Linked DNA regions of Macaca mulatta: region 1 is linked to region 2. Evidence: chromatin contacts called from public Hi-C data. All regions are on one chromosome and are shown on one strand. The core of a region is the stretch at or near the end of the contact, and the rest is flanking DNA. Distances in the headings are between cores, read along the strand shown.

Region 1 (4,094 bases), core at 1,488-3,987, 170 kb after region 2:
TAAGAAAATGTTTCAAGCTTGCTCCCATCTTAGGGCCTTTGCACTAGCCATCCCTCTAAGAGTATCTAGTGATATTCTTCCCTCAGATCTCTCATAGTTACTCCCTTACCTCCTTCAAGTCTTTGAGAAAGTGACATCAGGACTGCCCTACCACCCCAATTACCGTATTTAAGTATACATATAACCTGTCCCTACTCTTCCCCCTTACTCTTCTTTTCTCCATACCACTTACCACCTCTGAACATACTGCAAAATCTACTTGATTACCTTTCTCAGTCCTTGTGATGTGGGGAGGGGTTGTCTTGTTTCCAAAGCCTTGTCAGTCATTGTAATTCATTCTTCCGGCCACTATAAAAAAGATGAAAGATGTTTGTTGTTTGTTTTTTTGAGACAGGGTCTCACTCTATCACCCAGGCTGAGTGCAGTGGCATGATCATGGCTCACTGAAGCCTCAACCTCCTAGGCTCAAGCAATCCTCCCACTTCAGTCTCCCAAGTAGCTGGGACCACAGGCATATGCCACTATTCCCAGCTAATTTTTGAATTTTCAGTAGAGATGAGGTCTCACTATGTTACCCGGGCTGGTCCTGAGTTCCTGGGCTCAAGCAATTCTCTCACCTGGGCCTCTCAAAGTGCTGGGATCGTAGGTGTGAGCCACAGTACCTGGCCAGAATAATTTTTGACCAAACATTTTGGCACTATGGCCTAGCCAAATTAACATGTAAAATTAACCATTTCAGTTCCTGTGTGTAATAGGTTTAAAACAAAATGAATTCCTGCCCAATCCAAAATGAGGAATTGGAGCCTTACAGGCCCTTTTAGAGAAAGCCTAGTCTCTGCCTTTTCTGAAGAGTTTGCAGCAGTTAAATGGCTTTCCCAAAGGCATACTGTGCCTTGACATTAGTCCAGAGGAGACTCCTGAAAGTTAGGGCTCTACTCTATGTGACTGTTCTCTTGTTCTACAAATTAGCAGAGTGATGTCTCAGTTTCCTGTGCACTTTAACTGGACCAAATATCTTAGGATTGTATCACTTCTGGGAAGGGTCAGCATCATGGGTACCTGTGCAGTCACCCAGGGCCTACGCTAAGAAGGACCTTGTACTTGGTTTAATGTCTTGCTGTTGCCATCTTGAAATTCTTAATATATTTCTTTAAACAAAGAGTTTGGACCTAAATTGGATAGTCACGGATGCAATACATGACTAATATTACACCCTTTTCAGGTTTGAGTCAGATCTAAATCGTCTCCCATCTAAACAACTAGGAGTGTTACTCAATTTCCTGTTGGCCTTTATTCTTTGCAGGCAGGAGAAAGGCTAGGTACCCCCTGCCTCATTACACTAAAGTGGCCAGGCATCCAACTTGCTGTATTTAAGATGTGCAAGAAGTCACAGAATCATTGTACAGGTTTTATGGAAAGGAGCCTAAAGACTAAGTCAACTTCCTGGAACATTAAAATCCAGACGAGTGACTTGCCTAGGGTTACTCAGTGAGAGGTTAAATGAGATGATACATGTAAAGTGCCTGGCACACAGCGGTATACAGAGTTGCTTATGAAAGATTGCTGATCATCTGAGGCAGGAGGATCGCTTTAGCCCAGGTGTTCCAGACCAGCCTGGGCAACACAGTGAGACCTCCTCTCTACGAAAAATTAAAAAATTAGCCAGCCATGGTAGCTCGTGTCTGTAGTTTCCAACTATTTAGAATGCTGAGATGGGAGGATTGATTAAGCCCAAGAGGTGGAGGCTGCAGTGAGCCATGATCCCTCCACTGGTCTCCAGCCTGGATGACAGAGCAAGACTCTGTCTCAAAAAAAAAGAGTGATGACTTTTCAGCTCCAGGTTCTTAGCGTCACACACGCTGGTTGTCTGCTGATTACACGAACTCCTTTGAAGGGCTGTCAAATTTAAAATTTTCACTTGTGTAATGAGCATCCCTTAATCCTGAATGCGGTTTTAATTAACAGTCTTGTATGTGGCCACTTGGTGCCCTTTTTGTTTTAAAATGGCTAAACGTGTATGCAAATTCTTTTGGATTCAGTACGTTTTTCAAAGCTTTTTTTTTTTTCCTGGTACAACTGTTTCATATGTATAAACACTATCCTTTTCATTTTATGGAGAAAGCTAATAATAGTGTTAAATTATAGGGGGCCATTGTTTTGAACTAAGTTCCTGCACTAGGTCTCAACAGATCAGACTAAGAATCAAGAGTCACCCATGCTAAAGTTCCAAGTCACCAAACTAAAACTAAGTTGTATCTGACATTCTGAGAAGTCAGGAAAGAGAGACAACAGCCAATTTTCCAACCAGGCCGTTTCAAAATGCAATCGTCATGACAATTAAGTTTCCTGTTTTAGTCCTTAACCTGGAGTAACCTGATGTTAACCAATCAGTTACTTCTCTACTGTTGTTTCCCTGTCCCCTCCTCGCAGTGAAAGTAATTTGAAGTGACCAATACGCTTTTTGTTCTTCGCTTCTGCTTTCTTCAGCCCTTTTTCTGTCTATAAAGCCAACTTCCTCCGCTCGACTCTTTGGAACACTTATTCTATTTTATGGAATAAGGTGTTGCCCGATTCTATTTTTTGTTTGTTTCCTCAGAGACCCCTGTTTTAGTGTTGCCCGATAACAGAATCACAAAGTCAATCGAGATCGAGTTGTAAAAAATTACAACTACATTTGTCGTAATTTTTTTGCCTTTTGCCAACAGGAATTCCTTTTACATTAAGTATTCCTCCTTTACAGTAAGCGACCACGATGACCCCTTTTTCTCAAGTAAGGATGAGGAAAGCTTCTGTCCACGCCGCCGCCCAGCCTGGCAGACTTGGATTGCATCCTGCGGATGCCACTGCGCATGCCCGCTGGGGAATGACGTCAATCCGAGCTCTCCCGGCCTCCCCAGCGCCATGCTGGGCTCGCGAGCCGCGGGGTTCGCGCGGGGCCTGTGGTCTGTGGCACTGGCGTCGCTGCCGGGCTGGCGGGGCCGCTCCTTCACCCTGGCGCGTGCGACCGGCGCGCCCCACGGTGGTGACTTGCAGCCCTCCGCCTGTCCCGGGCCGCGCGGGCGCCAGCTCAGCCTGTCCGCTGCGGCGGTGGTGAACTCCGCGCCCCGCCCCCTGCAGCCGTACTTGCGCCTCATGCGGTTGGACAAACCCATTGGTGAGTGCGGGCGGGCGGGCAGCCCGGGAATTTGCAAGTAGCAGCCTCCGACTCCGCTCCGCGGAGCTGTCCGCGGCGGCCGGCCCGGAAGTGATGGAAATGAGAGCATGAAAGCTTGGGCTTGGCTGCCGACTGCCGTGCGCCCAGGGGCGAGTCGCTTCGGGACACGCAGTCTGGACAGTCTCCTAAAGGACTCGACAGTTTCACGTCTGTCTGCATCCTGAGCACCTGAAGCGGGGCAAGATAATTCTCTTTCCACAAATACTTGTTTAAATGGTGACTCAAGCGGAAGGTTCCGTTCTCGTGGCCCTCATTTATTTATTAGAATGTTTGATCCTCCCCGCAATCTTGTAAGGCCCACAAAGACAATAATTAAGACAGTTAAGACGCTGAGGAAACTAAGGCTCCTCGTCAGAGCCAGACTAGAAGAACTCTGTGTTTTGATACTGAGTCGGAGCTCTTTTGCCTGTGTCACCCATAAGGCAAAGATTTAATTCATTTGAACGCAGCAGAGACAGCGCTTACGGACTGCCTGTCAGCTCACAATCGCCCCCGACAGGAAGATTTCCCTGACTTTCTTATTTTAATTAACACCTACCAACCTCACTTTCTATCGCTTTATCCACAATTTTTCTTAATAGCACCACTAACCTTATGCTCTTATTGGTTGATTGGCTACTCAAGTAGTGTTAAGTGAATTAATAAGTTCCTACTACATTGTCCGGCCATAGAGATAGAAAGAGCTATGGAAACTCCTTGCTTTCAAGGAACTCTGGTCTAGTTGAAAAAGACTATTTGGTGAGCTAGGAAAATATGGATCAAATATGAGTGGTACAGATAGCAAGTGCTACAGGGAAAAAGAGAAATTGCTGTGGGTCCCTTGCTGGAAAGTTTCAAGAAGAAATTATACTCCAAGGGACAAGTTGATTTTGCAAAGGAG
Region 2 (4,088 bases), core at 1,451-3,950:
AATTATGAAGCTGCTAAAACAGTTACCTCTACAAAAGCCTGCTATAAACTGACTTGATTCTCTTTAAGCAGATCAGAAGAAAAACCCTAAAATATAGTGAAGTAAAACCAGATCTCACCTGTACATTCTTATAATCTACACGCTTTCCACACAAGATACATTTCTTAAGAGGTTCTTTATAAGGATTTTCCATTGTAATGGGCTAGGGAAAAAAACGAAAGTGTGATAATAGGATGTGTTAATTCTGAATTTTAAAAGGTTACTATTCTACATTCAAATCCATTCAAAGGATTAGTTATACCTTTCTTACTGTGTACATATTTTATATAAGCACTTTATTTTGTTTCAGTTTAGCCTACAAATGAACTCATGGGAAGATTCTGGAATAAAGTACAATCTTTGTAGAATAAAAGAGTTTACGGCAGAACAAAAATGATGTCTGATAAGAAAGTGATTGTTGCAATGCTTTGCTCAGATTGTAGATAATGAAAAAATTTTTAGATTTAAGAAAACTTGTAACACAATAGATAACATACGGCATTCTTAAATGAGTGCAATCCCTAATTTATCCATCTCCATGTCTCTATCAAGTATTTTTTCACTATTTTTATACATAATGGCCCATGACTTACTGTAATAAAAGGTTGTTTTGACTTTATCACCCCAGGCTACTATATAAGTTTGCATTAGCCTTTCTGGCTTTTCTGTTACCACCACTGCCCTAATGCTTCTGCCACAGTGCCTCCCTCCTACTGTCAGTATGGCTGTCTCCAGGATAGAGGTTCTTAATCTAGAAATGGCTCTGAAGCCCATGACTCCCTGTAATCGTATGCAAAACTTCAAATGAATGGAACTTTGTGCCTTTTTCTGTGGAGAGGGTCCATAACTTTGATTAGAGACAAAGTGGGATTTATGAACTAAAAAAGGAATAATGTCCCTTTACTTTCTTAAAGTATGGTGCATGGATTAGATTACCAAGACAGATGCTCAGAGAAACTAGACAAGTTCTTTTGTTTTTTCCAATTCTTCAAACTTTCCAATTTACATTCAGCTCACGTGACTACTATTCAGCTCTGTGCCAAGTGCTTTGTATGGTCTGATTAGTGTCAAAGTACCTTTGCATGTAGTAAGAACCTGTGCTTTCAAGTCCATGCTAATACTATAGCCAACCTATAGCTAAGCTTTGTACAGTCTCTTTTCAGTTATCTAAAATTCTACTCACCCAAACTACCTTTTAAAATTCCCAAATCATTTGCTTATAAAGGGCTATGTAAAGAAACCGATTCCCAAATCACATATCCTTAAATTTAAGATCTAGGAAGAAAAATATGGTATTATAGCAGCTTTGCTTCTAATCTAGGAATTCCCCTAGTTCCAAACTCAACTGACTACAATCAATTCATCATCATTTCTGAACTCAGAGTAATTATCTAATTGTTTTGTCCTACAGCAGAACTCTATTCAAGTAGCTAAAATAAAAGATGTTAGAGTCTAATACCAGTTCTCGTTTTAAAAAGAAAAAAACATTTGGTCATATTTGCAAATGCCTTACTAATAGAAAAAAAAAATTCTTACCAGGTCCTCGTTGCTGGATACCTGTTTATATTGTGAACAACCTCTTCTCCAAAGCACTGTGATTAAACAGAAACAGCAATTAACTATTTATTTTTCATAGCTGAATAGCTAAATATTTTTGTTTTTATGGAGACAGGATGAACTAAGGGACACGATATTAAAGGTTTTGTATTCATTATATTCAGAATGACTGGTTAAAAACCTTTATATTTGGGACAGAGTAAGACTCAACATGGGTGTGCTTTCCAGGGCTTTGGGGCAAAAGCACGTATTTTCCCACCCATACCTGCTCTCTTTCTGACATTGATTTTCCCTTCATTCGCATGGTTAGAGAAAATTCTTAATGCAAATTCTTACAGGAGAAGCAACAGGCACTATCATACAAAAAGAAAATGAGTAACAGACCCGTCCCAGAGAGAATTTATAGAGAAACACAGAGAAGATAAAATGGCAAAAATTACACAATTTTGTTCTGTTTGGGGACCTTAGACAACTGGAATTTGCTACTGGGCGACTCTGGAAATGCCCCTTCCTCACTAAGATTATCCGGAGATCTTAGGAAAGTCTCTGCTTTTTAATTAAGAACCACTCTAGCTTCCTCATACGTTTAAAGAAAGGAGTGGATTAGACGACTCTAAAACAGTCAAAGGCGATTACAGATTCCCAACCATCTTGGAGAAAATTGCCTAGAAACTAGAGTCGTTTTGCTAACAGGGACGACTCCACCAACCATTAGGACTAAGGTTAATGCCTGCAACGCTACAACGGAGCATAGAATATGGAGACTTTACCCGTTTGAGTCCCGAGATGTGTAAGGCTGACAGCAGCCGTTACCAGGCGTGTCAACTTCTTCCTCCCTAGACCACCGCAAACAGCAACCATAGCTGCCATGGTTCCGCGTTTGTTCCACTTCCTTTCGCTCCGAATCGTTCCGAAAGGCCCCTTCCTCTGCTTTTCCGCTGTGGACTCGAGTACGCGGTTCAAAGGTTCCGCAGGAGAACGCTGAGGACCCGCGAGAGTAGGTGAGGTTTTTCAATACGCATGCGCAGCACCTTTCTGTTCTAGCCCTCGCTACGCTGCAGGTCACGTGAGGCTTATGATTGGAGAAGGAGAACGTAGAAGTTTATGCTTGCTTCCGGTCCGCGAGCCCAGAGCACTAACTTGGGGTCTTTTCCCAAGGTGGATGTAGAAGCGGGCGCTGGCCTCCCACTCTCCTTTCCATTTGGGCTTAGCTTCTGGGTCACTGAGAACGACGTCTGAATAGGGCCCTGGATCCTTGCCATGGATGAAGGTGGTTCCCGCATCCGCCGGCGGGTGTCTCTCCCCAAAAGGAACCGTCCAAGCCTGGGGTGCATTTTTGTCGCTCCCACCGCGGCCGAGCTCGAGCCCGGAGATGAGGGGAAAGAGGAGGAGGAAATGGTGGCTGAGAACAGGCGGCGGAAAACCGCGGGCGTACTGCCGGTCGAGGTACAGCCCCTTCTACTCTCAGATTCCCCCGAATGTCTCGTCCTTGGAGGTGGTGATACAAACCCGGACCTCCTACGTCGCATGCCCACTGACAGAGGGGTGGGAGACCAGGTACGAAGGGCTTGGAACTTGAAACTGCAAACTTTTGGCATCCTTCCCAGATGCAAAGAGTTGACCAGTTTTATCGCCTTCGTTTACTTTTCTTTACCACTGTTAATCGGCACTTAGGAGGTATTGATTGCCTCTATATAAATATGAAATGTAAACCCCGAGACATAAAAGTTGTACACGCAGCAAATAAGTGGCTGACGGAAACACAAATCTAGGCTTCCAAATAACTGCAGCTCCTACTGTACAAATAAAATCTGCTGTTTATTGAAGACCCATTATGTTAAACTAGTTACATTGTCTAGATTTTACAACAGTAATCAGGCCCTGAAAAGTTGAGATACTACAGTTCTTGCTCCAAATCCTGTTGTCGTAATCACTTTACTATATTGCTGCCTCCAGGTTTGTTTTTCTAATGTGTAGTAGACCACTCCAAGTCAGTATTCAGATTATCAGTCTCAATTCCAAATTCCTAGGAACTCCTTGGAGTGTCTAGGGGTACAACCATGTTTCTGTTACAGGCCAGTCTCTGTAGATTGTAGTCTGAGAGGGAAGCGCTGCAGTTATCAGAAACTTCGAATGCACTGACATTTCAGTAGACGTCTGCCAGTCTTCCTGCTGTTTTAGTATAGCTTTAACAATTAGAATCTGGCCAAGTGCGGTGTCTCATGCCTATAATCCCAGTGCTTTAGGAGGCCGAGATGGGAGGATCACTTAAGCCCAGAAGTTCGAGTTCAAAACCAGCCTAGGCAACAGAGACCCAGTCTCTATTAAAAAAAAAAAAAAAAAAAAAAAAAGAAAGAAAAAAAGAAAAAAGAAAAAAGTGGCTGCAGCCACTGCACTCCAGCCTGGGTGACAGAGCCAGACCTTGTCTCAAAAATTAGAATCTCAGTATCATCGTAACACTCCTAAACCCGCTGTTTAGCCAAGTAATTTAA

Evidence for each region. Hi-C and Micro-C count contacts between places; a contact is called where the count stands out from the background.
Region 1: a Hi-C map of CD4 T cells shows a contact between it and region 2, with 2.7 times the contacts expected there. The contact joins the promoter of COQ2 here to the promoter of HELQ in region 2. A contact is called at or near these places in 2 of 14 Hi-C or Micro-C datasets (CD4 T cells and blood).

The regions. Positions count from the first base shown.
Region 1 is chr5:50,456,629-50,460,722 of T2T-MMU8v2.0, forward strand. It overlaps COQ2 (coenzyme Q2, polyprenyltransferase), which reads left to right and starts at 2,738. Exons shown (of 8, transcript XM_002808408.4): 1 at 2,738-2,879; 2 at 2,882-3,154. The coding sequence starts at 2,753.
Region 2 is chr5:50,286,021-50,290,108 of T2T-MMU8v2.0, forward strand. HELQ (helicase, POLQ like) reads left to right here and starts at 2,701. Exons shown (of 18, transcript XR_013417853.1): 1 at 2,701-3,153. MRPS18C (mitochondrial ribosomal protein S18C) reads right to left here and starts at 2,513. Exons shown (of 6, transcript NM_001266126.1): 1 at 2,367-2,513; 2 at 1,576-1,631; 3 at 119-202. The coding sequence starts at 2,466.